2 separate regions of the Sus scrofa genome follow, and region 1 is linked to region 2. Evidence: chromatin contacts called from public HiChIP or PLAC-seq data. All regions are on one chromosome and are shown on one strand. Each heading gives the region's core, a stretch centred on a gene start, on an enhancer-like site or on the middle of the called end of the contact. The rest is flanking DNA. Distances are from core to core; before and after follow the strand shown.

Region 1 (4,576 bases), core at 1,574-4,073, 390 kb before region 2:
ATATGAGGAGTGTCCCTGTCTTTTATGTAATTGGAATCAGGTGGACAGAGACCCATAGGCTATTTCGGGGAGGCTGAATCTTCTACTCCTGAGGGAAAGTGTAGGACGCATGTCTAATTTTCTAACCCAAGAGTTCCACATTCCTATGACATTAATGAATAATTATATTCTTTCTAACATTTCCTCTTTGCTCTTAAACTTAAAAGAGGCTACTTTAAGACACCTCAGCTTCTCTGTGGGAAGAGGTGGTATTAAGTAACAGGGGGAAAAATAATATATTCTGTTATTGAACCAGAAGATATTTTCGGTTTTATCTGCAAAGGTAGGTATAGTTATATATCTTCTTTTATGACAAACTTGTATCATTTTGGTGCTGAGTCTATAATTTGAGTATTACACTGCAATATAAAGGACATGTGATGGATGATAGCAAGTGAATGTTGTTTTTTTTCCTGTACTTTTCAAGTAGATCAAATGAGATCACTGAATTGAAGCTGCTACATGATTAGAGAATACTAAAACAAAGTATCTGTTACGTAAGAAGTAATGTTCTTTCCCTTACTATTAATATCTATAATTATCCATGAACTAACTTTTTCCCAAGATGAAAGCACACAAGGTTATTGTATTTAGAACTTCCTTCTGAGGCGATGTGAACTATTCTCCTCAGGCTCTTTGGTCTTGTATAGATAGACCTGAGCCTGTTTCCACTTGTACTCATTTAATGAAACTTGGTAGTATAAAAACAAAACAAAACTTCCCCAAATGATTGCTTCATTGACTGTAAGTCCATTTTCTCACTTAAAAACTTGCATTAATTTGCATTTTTGTTAACAAAAATTTCATTCTGTATTCGCATTTTGGAAGGAAAATATACATGGCTTTTTTTTTTGCCTCATTAGAAATCTTAAGTATCTGGGCCCTGAGAATTATCTTAAGTTTATAGGAGGCACAGTCTTGCTATTTTCAACTTCAGTTACTCAGTAATTCTGGAGCTTGGGCAATATAAGGAGTTACTTTGAATCCATCTTAACTTGAGCACCTCAAATGTCACCTCCTCAGAGAGACCTTTTCCACTCATTTCATTTTTTAATTCTCATTCATAACACTAACAGTTTGAGATTATCATTTCCTTATTTACTGTCTCCTTATATGGAATGTTTGCTCCACCTTTTTTGTTTACTTTGGATCCCAGTGTCAAGACCAGGGTCACGTAAACATTTTAGAATGAATAAATTATATTGCTAGTCTTTTTAGGGCTGTACCTGCAGCATATAGAAGTTCTCTGGCTAGGGTTGCAATTGGAGCTGCAGCAGCCAGCCTACACCACAGCCACAGCAATGCCAGATCTGAGGCACATCTGCCACCTATGTTGCAGCTTGCCCCTGCCGGGATCCTTAACCCACTGAGTGAGGCCAGGGATGGAACCCAAATCCTCATGGATACTAGTCGGATTCTTAACATGCTGAGCCACAATGGCAACTCCCTTTTTTGGGGTGGGGTGGGGTGGAGAATGTGGGCATCCATCAAAATTAATTTCTTAATCACTTATAAATAGTGCTTTTAAAATTCTTGTAACATTGAAACAGCATGTTATGTTATATGACCACTGAAATTCTTTGAGATGTTCTGCCTATTATTTTCTTCATTCTATATAAGATCACCTATTTTATAGAATAAACTATAGCTGCAAATCAGTGCGAGTTAGTAGCCACTTGAAGAGACAATTTGATTTGTATGCCTAAAATGAAATTCTCAACTATTTTAAGCTAACCTTCCAAACCACATAGCAGTAGTTTCCTGACATCCCTGTCAGAGAATTGCCACCCCGCGGTACAAAATTCCTTATCCTGGAGGGGCAGCAGGTGAATGAATAGTGGTGTTGAAAACATCTAAGAGCAATATGACCCAAACCCTGATAAATTTTGGATTAACCTACTTATTAGATTGTAAGATCATCTATGAGCAATGTTTTTCTTTTGAAAGGGTTCCTCCTATTAAACTCATTTGTTCAAATTCCACAGTTGCACTCTCTCTCCATACCTAGATATTAAGATTGAGCCTAAATCCTGAGCCTCTATGGCCAGCTCTTCCAAGAGGCTAATTCCTGGTACATCAGCGTTCGAGAAGCTATTGGAAACACGGAGGGCCGATGCGGGCAGTTTCTTGCCCAGGCCGTTTCTGCGGGGAGTACTGGCTTTGGCGAGTGTCTTAGCAGGGTCCTCAAGTGGACTGCATAAGCCAGCCCGGCGCTATCGAGCTCTGAGCTCATACCTCTCGCGGCCCAGCACGGTAGGGCCTACGGCCCTGGGTTTAAAGTCCAGGCCGTGCGGGGGTGGGGGCCAAGGGTACGCTCTCGCGCCTTGTCTGCTCCGGGGGCCGCGGTACTCTGCCAGGAGCAGATGGAGGTGTGAAGCCGCAAAGGCCAAGGAGGAGATGGCGGGGGAGGGTCGAGTACTCGTGGTGCCCTAAATCTCTCTTTGTCGTGGGTGCGGAGAACCTCTGCGCTCCAAAATGCCTGGCGTCGTCCCGGCGACACCCTGCCGTAGCCTCAGGTAGCAACCGAGAGCTTCACTGAGTAGAACCGGGACCCGCGCACACACCTCCTTCACTTCCCCAACCACCCGTCCGTTCCCCGCCCCTCCCCTCCGCGCACGCCCCGCTCCACGCACGCCCCGCCTCTTGAGCTGCCACGGGAGGCTATTCGGACGCCAGCCTATGGACGCCAGCCCCGCCCCGCGCCCCCGCCTTGCACCCTGCTCTGCGCGCCGCCACGTGATGCGGCTCACTGCCAGCCAATGGGCGCAGGCCTTGCCTCTCGCCCCGCCCCGCGCGCCGTGGCCGTTTGAAGTGACTAATTTCTGTCATATGACTGAGGCGCCTATGGGGGTGGCGGGGCAGCTCTAGGAGCAGGGGCCTGGCGAGAGCCTTGAGGAGCGACCCTGGCCTGGCCGTGGCCACCATGGCTCCTACGCTGTTCCAGAAGCTCTTCAGCAAGAGGAACGGCCTGGGGGCGTCTGGTCGGGATGCAAGAGACCCGGATTGTGCGTTCAGGTAGGCACTGCAGGGCGAGGGGCGCGAGGCCGATGGCCTGGTGGCCTCGGCTTCCAGAGGTGCTGGGGCTTTCGGTGTTCACGCTCGCGCGGTAGCGCCGCGCCAGGACCGGGATCTGAGCCGGCGGTCGGGAGGGGCCGAGCAGCTTTGTGCTGGAGTGTTCGAGCGAGCTCCTTTCTCCCCAACCCCCCAACCCCATGGCTGCCCCTTCCTCTTCGTCCGGGTGGGTTTGTTTACGCCTTGCTCGTCAGCCGCTCGCGGGTCTGCCCCACAGGACCGAGCATCGCGGCTGAGCTTAGGGTCCACACGCCTTCCTGGAGGCGCGTAGAGTTGGGCGCGGGCTGGATTGGACCTCAGCCGCCGTCCTCCGGGCGGAGTAGTTCTCCCCTCCTCCCCGTGCCCAGTCGTCCTCTGGGTGCTCCATTCCAGTTTGGTTGCTGTCGTGGAGAGAGCGGCACGTTTTGGCCAACCTTCCGAGTTTAGAGTAGGCTGTTTCAGTAGACAAGCTGCCATTCTTTCGCATTTCTTGTAAACCTAAATTGAAGGTGTGTAGATACCGGACCTAGTGGCCCTAATGTTACCGAAGGAGGGAGATACGTGAAACCTCAGAGGTTGTGGTTATTACTGACCAGAATGAGGCTGCGCTAAATCAAATGAAGCACAGCCATAGAATTGACCATCCTCTTGAGACTGTTACTAAAAATGAGTCTTTAAAGATTGAGACTGATAGCGACATATTTTGTGGTATTACAGGCTTTGTTAATTTTTGGTTGCAGTACCTGTTGCTGATAGGAAAACTTTAAAATTGTAAGACTTAATAATAAGCCTGAATTCCAGGTAAAATTTAGTTTCGAAACTTCTTTTGAAGATGAGATTATGTCTTCCAAACAGCCTTCATACTTGTTGCCGTGTGAAAGCTTGTGAATGTAACTAGGCTAAATGTCAAATATCACTCAATCTTGGTAGGGTAGCAAAGAGCCCAGTTGTACAGTAGTAGTAGGAAAAAATGAACATCTGTTAAATTTTGCAACACCCACAGTCTAAAATGACTGCACCACACTGGTTTAAAAGGTTTTGATAATCCTAAAATTATTCACTCTCGGTAATACAGGTCCCATTAATACATATTCAGTAAAGTAAAATTGAGGTATTAAATGGAAAGAAGTTTGACTTTTAGAGGAAGAAAAATGTAAATGGTGAACATCTTGGAACGGTGCTTCGAAAAGACAGTTATCTAGCTTTCGGTCCTTTCTACTGGGAAATAAATGTCTTGCCCTGTTCATCTAATGACTTTCTTTAAAGATTTCTTTGGTATTTTTATTTTGAAAAATGAAAGTGCAGTGTAGATCATACTACATTGAGCCATCTAGTAAGCCAAGGGTCAGTAGAAAGTAAGTTCAGGAGGGATATTAAAATATTTGAAGAGGCATTCTATTTCTGAGCAAAGATTCACTTTGGGGTACCCAAGTTTCCAAGCATCTCAAGTCATTGTTTTGAAAACAAAACAAAACTGTTTTTTGAA
Region 2 (4,090 bases), core at 5-2,504:
CGGTGTTGCTGTGAGCTGTGGTGTAGGTTGCAGATGTGGTTTAGACCCGCTGTGGCTGTGGCTGGCAGCTCTGATTAGATCCCTAACCTGGGAAGTTACATGTGCGGCCCTAAAATGCAAAAAAAAAAAAAAAAAAAAAAAAAAATTCCAGTAACCCAGTGGAAAGCAGAAATTATTTTGAACTGAATGAAAATGTAGATAAGAATGTCGGAACCTTTTGGTTGTTTATTAAAGTTGTACTTGACGGGAAATTGTATAGCCTTAAGTGCATGTGTTAGAAAAGTAGAAAGGATAAGCTATGAGATCCTGCTGTGTAGCACTGGGAACTGTATCTGGTCACTTATGATGGAACATGATAATGTGAGAAAAAGAATGTATGTATGTTCATGTGACTGGGTCCCCTTTCTGTACAGTAGAAAATTGACATAACACTGTAAACCAGCTATAATGGGAAAAAAATAAAAATCACTAAAAAGCAGAAAGGCTGAAAATGAGTTAGCTAAACATTCTTCTCAAGAAACCAGAATAATAAATAGCAAAATAAATTTAAATACATGGAATTAAAAAGGGAGGGCTGCCTAACAAAGCAGTAAGTTCTCTTGAAAGACTAATAAGGAGTTCCTGCTGTGACACAACAGGATTGGCGGCATCTCTGCAGCTCCAGGTCATGGGTTCCGTCCCCAGACGAGCACAGTGATTTGAAGAAGCCAGTGTTGCTACAGCTGCAGTGTGGGTCACGCCTGCAGCTCAGATCTGATCCCTGGCCCAGCTCAGATCTGATCCCTGGCCCAGGAACTCCTTGTGCCACAGGATGGCCAAAAAAGAAAAAAAAAAATGTTGAGTCTGTCATTTGAAAGCCTTTCCACAAAGAAAACTTAAGTCCTGGATGGCTCTATCTGCAAGTTATACCAGACACTTAACAGAAAAATAACACTGATGCTACATAACAAAATCTCAGAATGGTAGGGATTTCTTAAATAATACCCTCAAAGAAAACACAAATAATGAAGGAAATGATTGGTTTATTTGACTTAAAAACATGTTCATCAGGAAACACCATTTCAAAGAATAAAAGGCCATGGAGTTGAAACATGTAATACATATCCCCCTGTAAGGACAGGTAACCAGAATATATAAAGTACTTCTTTAATATTTCTTTATTGCATAGTTGATTTACAAGGTTAATTTCTGTTGTACAACAGAGTGATTCAGTTATATAATATATTATATATATATACACACACACATACACATTCTTTTTCACATTATTTTCCATTGTGGTTTATCACAGGTTATTGATATAGTTCCCTGTGCTATACAGTAGGATCTTGTTATTTTTCTAAGAAGCTAAAGTATATCAGAAAAAAGAAAAATAGCACCCAGTAGAAAAGTGAGTAAAAGAATTACGCACTTCATAAGAGGGGAAATTGTCCAATAACCATGGAAAGGTGCTTAATCCCATTATGTAAATCCAATTATGAAATAAATTTGTAATTGATGATAAGGTGTTAGCTATGCTGCCTTCTCTTTGGAGTGTGGGTGACACTTGATCTTGGGCCAAAAGCTATCCTTTGGATAAAGCAAGAATAGGGCTAAGTGGGGAAGTTGTAGTAAAAAATGCACTGGGGCCGCCAGGTGGCGCCATGCTGCAATGAGACTCCTTGTGGAATCCTTTAAAAAGGTGAGAACAAAACAATGTTTTATATATAAATTTACTAATTTTTAATTTTAAATGTATTTTAGGTTGTGACTTGTTAAATTTAGCAATGTGAGTTAAGGTTTATAATGTGATAATTTGATATACTTAACACATTGTGAAGCGATTACCACAGTCAAGGCATATATCATCGCATTAGTTATCTTTCTTTATAGTGAGAACACTTAAGATCTGCTCTATTAAGACATTTCAAGTTTATAATATTGGAAAATAGTTCCTCAAGAAATTGAAAGCAGAACTACTATATGATCCAGCAGTCCCACTTCTTGGTATATATCCGAAGGAAATGAAATCATCCTTTCAAAGAGATACCTGCCCTCCTGTGTTCATTGCAGCCTTATTCACAGTAGCAGGATATGCAAACTAAATGTCCATTGATAGAGGAATGGATAAAGAAAATGTGTGTGAATATGTAAACAGTGTTTTCATTTCTTTTGCAAGCTTACCTTCCTCAAAATTCTTGCTAAATAATGTAGTTCCTCAAAAACAAAGAAGAGCAAAGTAGTTTCTTAACCATCTTAACAGATATGTCTGCAGCCCACAGTGAAATATCTCAGAAGACTTTCTCACAGAGGTAATGAAAAGGAAGCATTTCCAGGAGTTCCCACCATGGCGTGGTGGGATTGGTGGCATTTCTGGAGCGTTGGGACATAGGTTCCATCAATCCCCGGCCCAGAGCAGTGAGTTAAGGATCCAGCATTACCTCAGCTGCGGGATAGGTTGCAACTGCAGCTCAGATCTGGGAAATCCATATGCCAGGAGTGGCCATAAAAAAGAAAATAAGTTAGTTTTAAAAAAGGAAGCCTTTCCAGTTAGAAAAGATATAATTTTAGACATTCTGTTTGCGTGATCTTCAGAGATAAAGGTTAGTATGGATACACCTATTTCCTAATACAGTGTTTTTGCATTTGGACATTAGATTTGCAATTTTAATGAATGGGTCTTTTGCAGGGCTCCCGAGGGAAATCTAGAAAACACAAATGGCCCAACTCTGAACAGGATTGAAAAGCAGGTAATATATCTAAGAGCTAATTAAATGGTCTGTACTGAACAACACGCTCCAAAGACTCCTAGCAGCTGCTCATTTGTTCTACCTGGTGTTATTGGCCTTTTTAAATTTGATCATTTTCGCGGGTATGTAACGGTATTGTGGTTTTAGTTTTCATTTGCCTTATTGTTCATGGAGTTTGTCTCCTTTTCATATTTGTATCAGCCATTTGGTTTGCACTAATATGAAATGCTTTCTGAGTCTATTTTCTTCTTCTGGATTATCGATATTTATATTTTCTGGATATGACTCCTTCATCTGTTATGTCTGTGCTAGAGATCTCTCTCACCCTTTGGCTTTCATAGCCTTAATGCTGTCTGTTGGCGAAAACAACTTCTTAATTTTGAACTAGAAAAACCTATGCTTTCCCTTTTTGGTTAGTGCTTTGTTTGTGATCTGTTTAAGAAGTCTTTTTCTACTCCAGCGTATTTGTGTTATCTTTTAAATTTTTTTTTAATTTCGCTCTGAGGTATGTCTGGAATGTGTAGTGCGAGGTAGAAGTCAGGTTTTATTCTCATATCTGCAGATTGTTCCTGTACCCTTTATTGAAAAGATAAGTCTGTGTTCTCTTTTATCAGCCTGTTAGTTCTTCCATTCCCCAATACCTCCTTGTCTTAATTATTCTAGAACCATAATACGTACTGATATCTGATAAAGAAAGTTTTTTTCTGACACTGTTCTTTTTTTCAATAATACATAAGCTATTCTTGTATCATTGCATTTCCAAATGAATTTTACAACCAGTTTATCAACTTATACGCACACGTGCACACACAAACAATTGCAATTTTGAATGGGATTTTCTTGAAATTACATACCAATTTAAAGGAAATTAACATCCTCTTAAATTTTAGTTTTCCTATCTATGAAGCCAGTATATGTCTCCATTTATTTAGATTTTCTTTTGCTTTCACTGCTTTATTATTTTGGTTTAAGGGCTTTCCTATTTTTCATCTAAGATTTATTTTTAGGTGTTTGATGTGGGTTTTTTGTTATTTTTTTCTCCTGCTTTATGGAGGTGTATTTGACAAATCAAAAGTATATATGTTTTAGATGTATGTCTTAGTCCATTTGGGCTAATGTAACAAAATGCCATAGACTGGATGGCTTATAAACAACAAAAATTTCTTTGTCACAGTTCTAAAGACTGCGAAGTCCAAGATCAGGATGCTGGCAGAATTGGTGTCCAGTAGGAGCTTGTTTCCTGGTTCATAGATGGTGTGTCCTCATGGAACAGAAGGGACAAGGGATCTCTCTGGGGCTGCTTTTATGAGGGCTCCTTATCATTTCATTTCACTTCATTCATGAGGGCTCCACCTCATGAC

The links. HiChIP or PLAC-seq counts read pairs in DNA pulled down with a chosen protein or histone mark.
Region 1: a contact with region 2 is called in an H3K27ac HiChIP or PLAC-seq map of alveolar macrophages. The contact joins the promoter of FNIP1 here to the promoter of LOC110259698 in region 2. A contact is called at or near these places in 1 of 5 promoter capture datasets (fetal liver) and 2 of 2 datasets of contacts at active chromatin or transcription factors (alveolar macrophages and skeletal muscle).

Annotation. Positions count from the first base shown.
Region 1 is chr2:134,091,655-134,096,230 of Sscrofa11.1, reverse strand. FNIP1 (folliculin-interacting protein 1) reads left to right here and starts at 2,823. Exons shown (of 18, transcript XM_021085414.1): 1 at 2,823-3,054. The coding sequence starts at 2,963.
Region 2 is chr2:133,701,379-133,705,468 of Sscrofa11.1, reverse strand. LOC110259698 reads left to right here and starts at 1,254. Exons shown (of 6, transcript XR_002342086.1): 1 at 1,254-2,582; 2 at 2,669-2,729.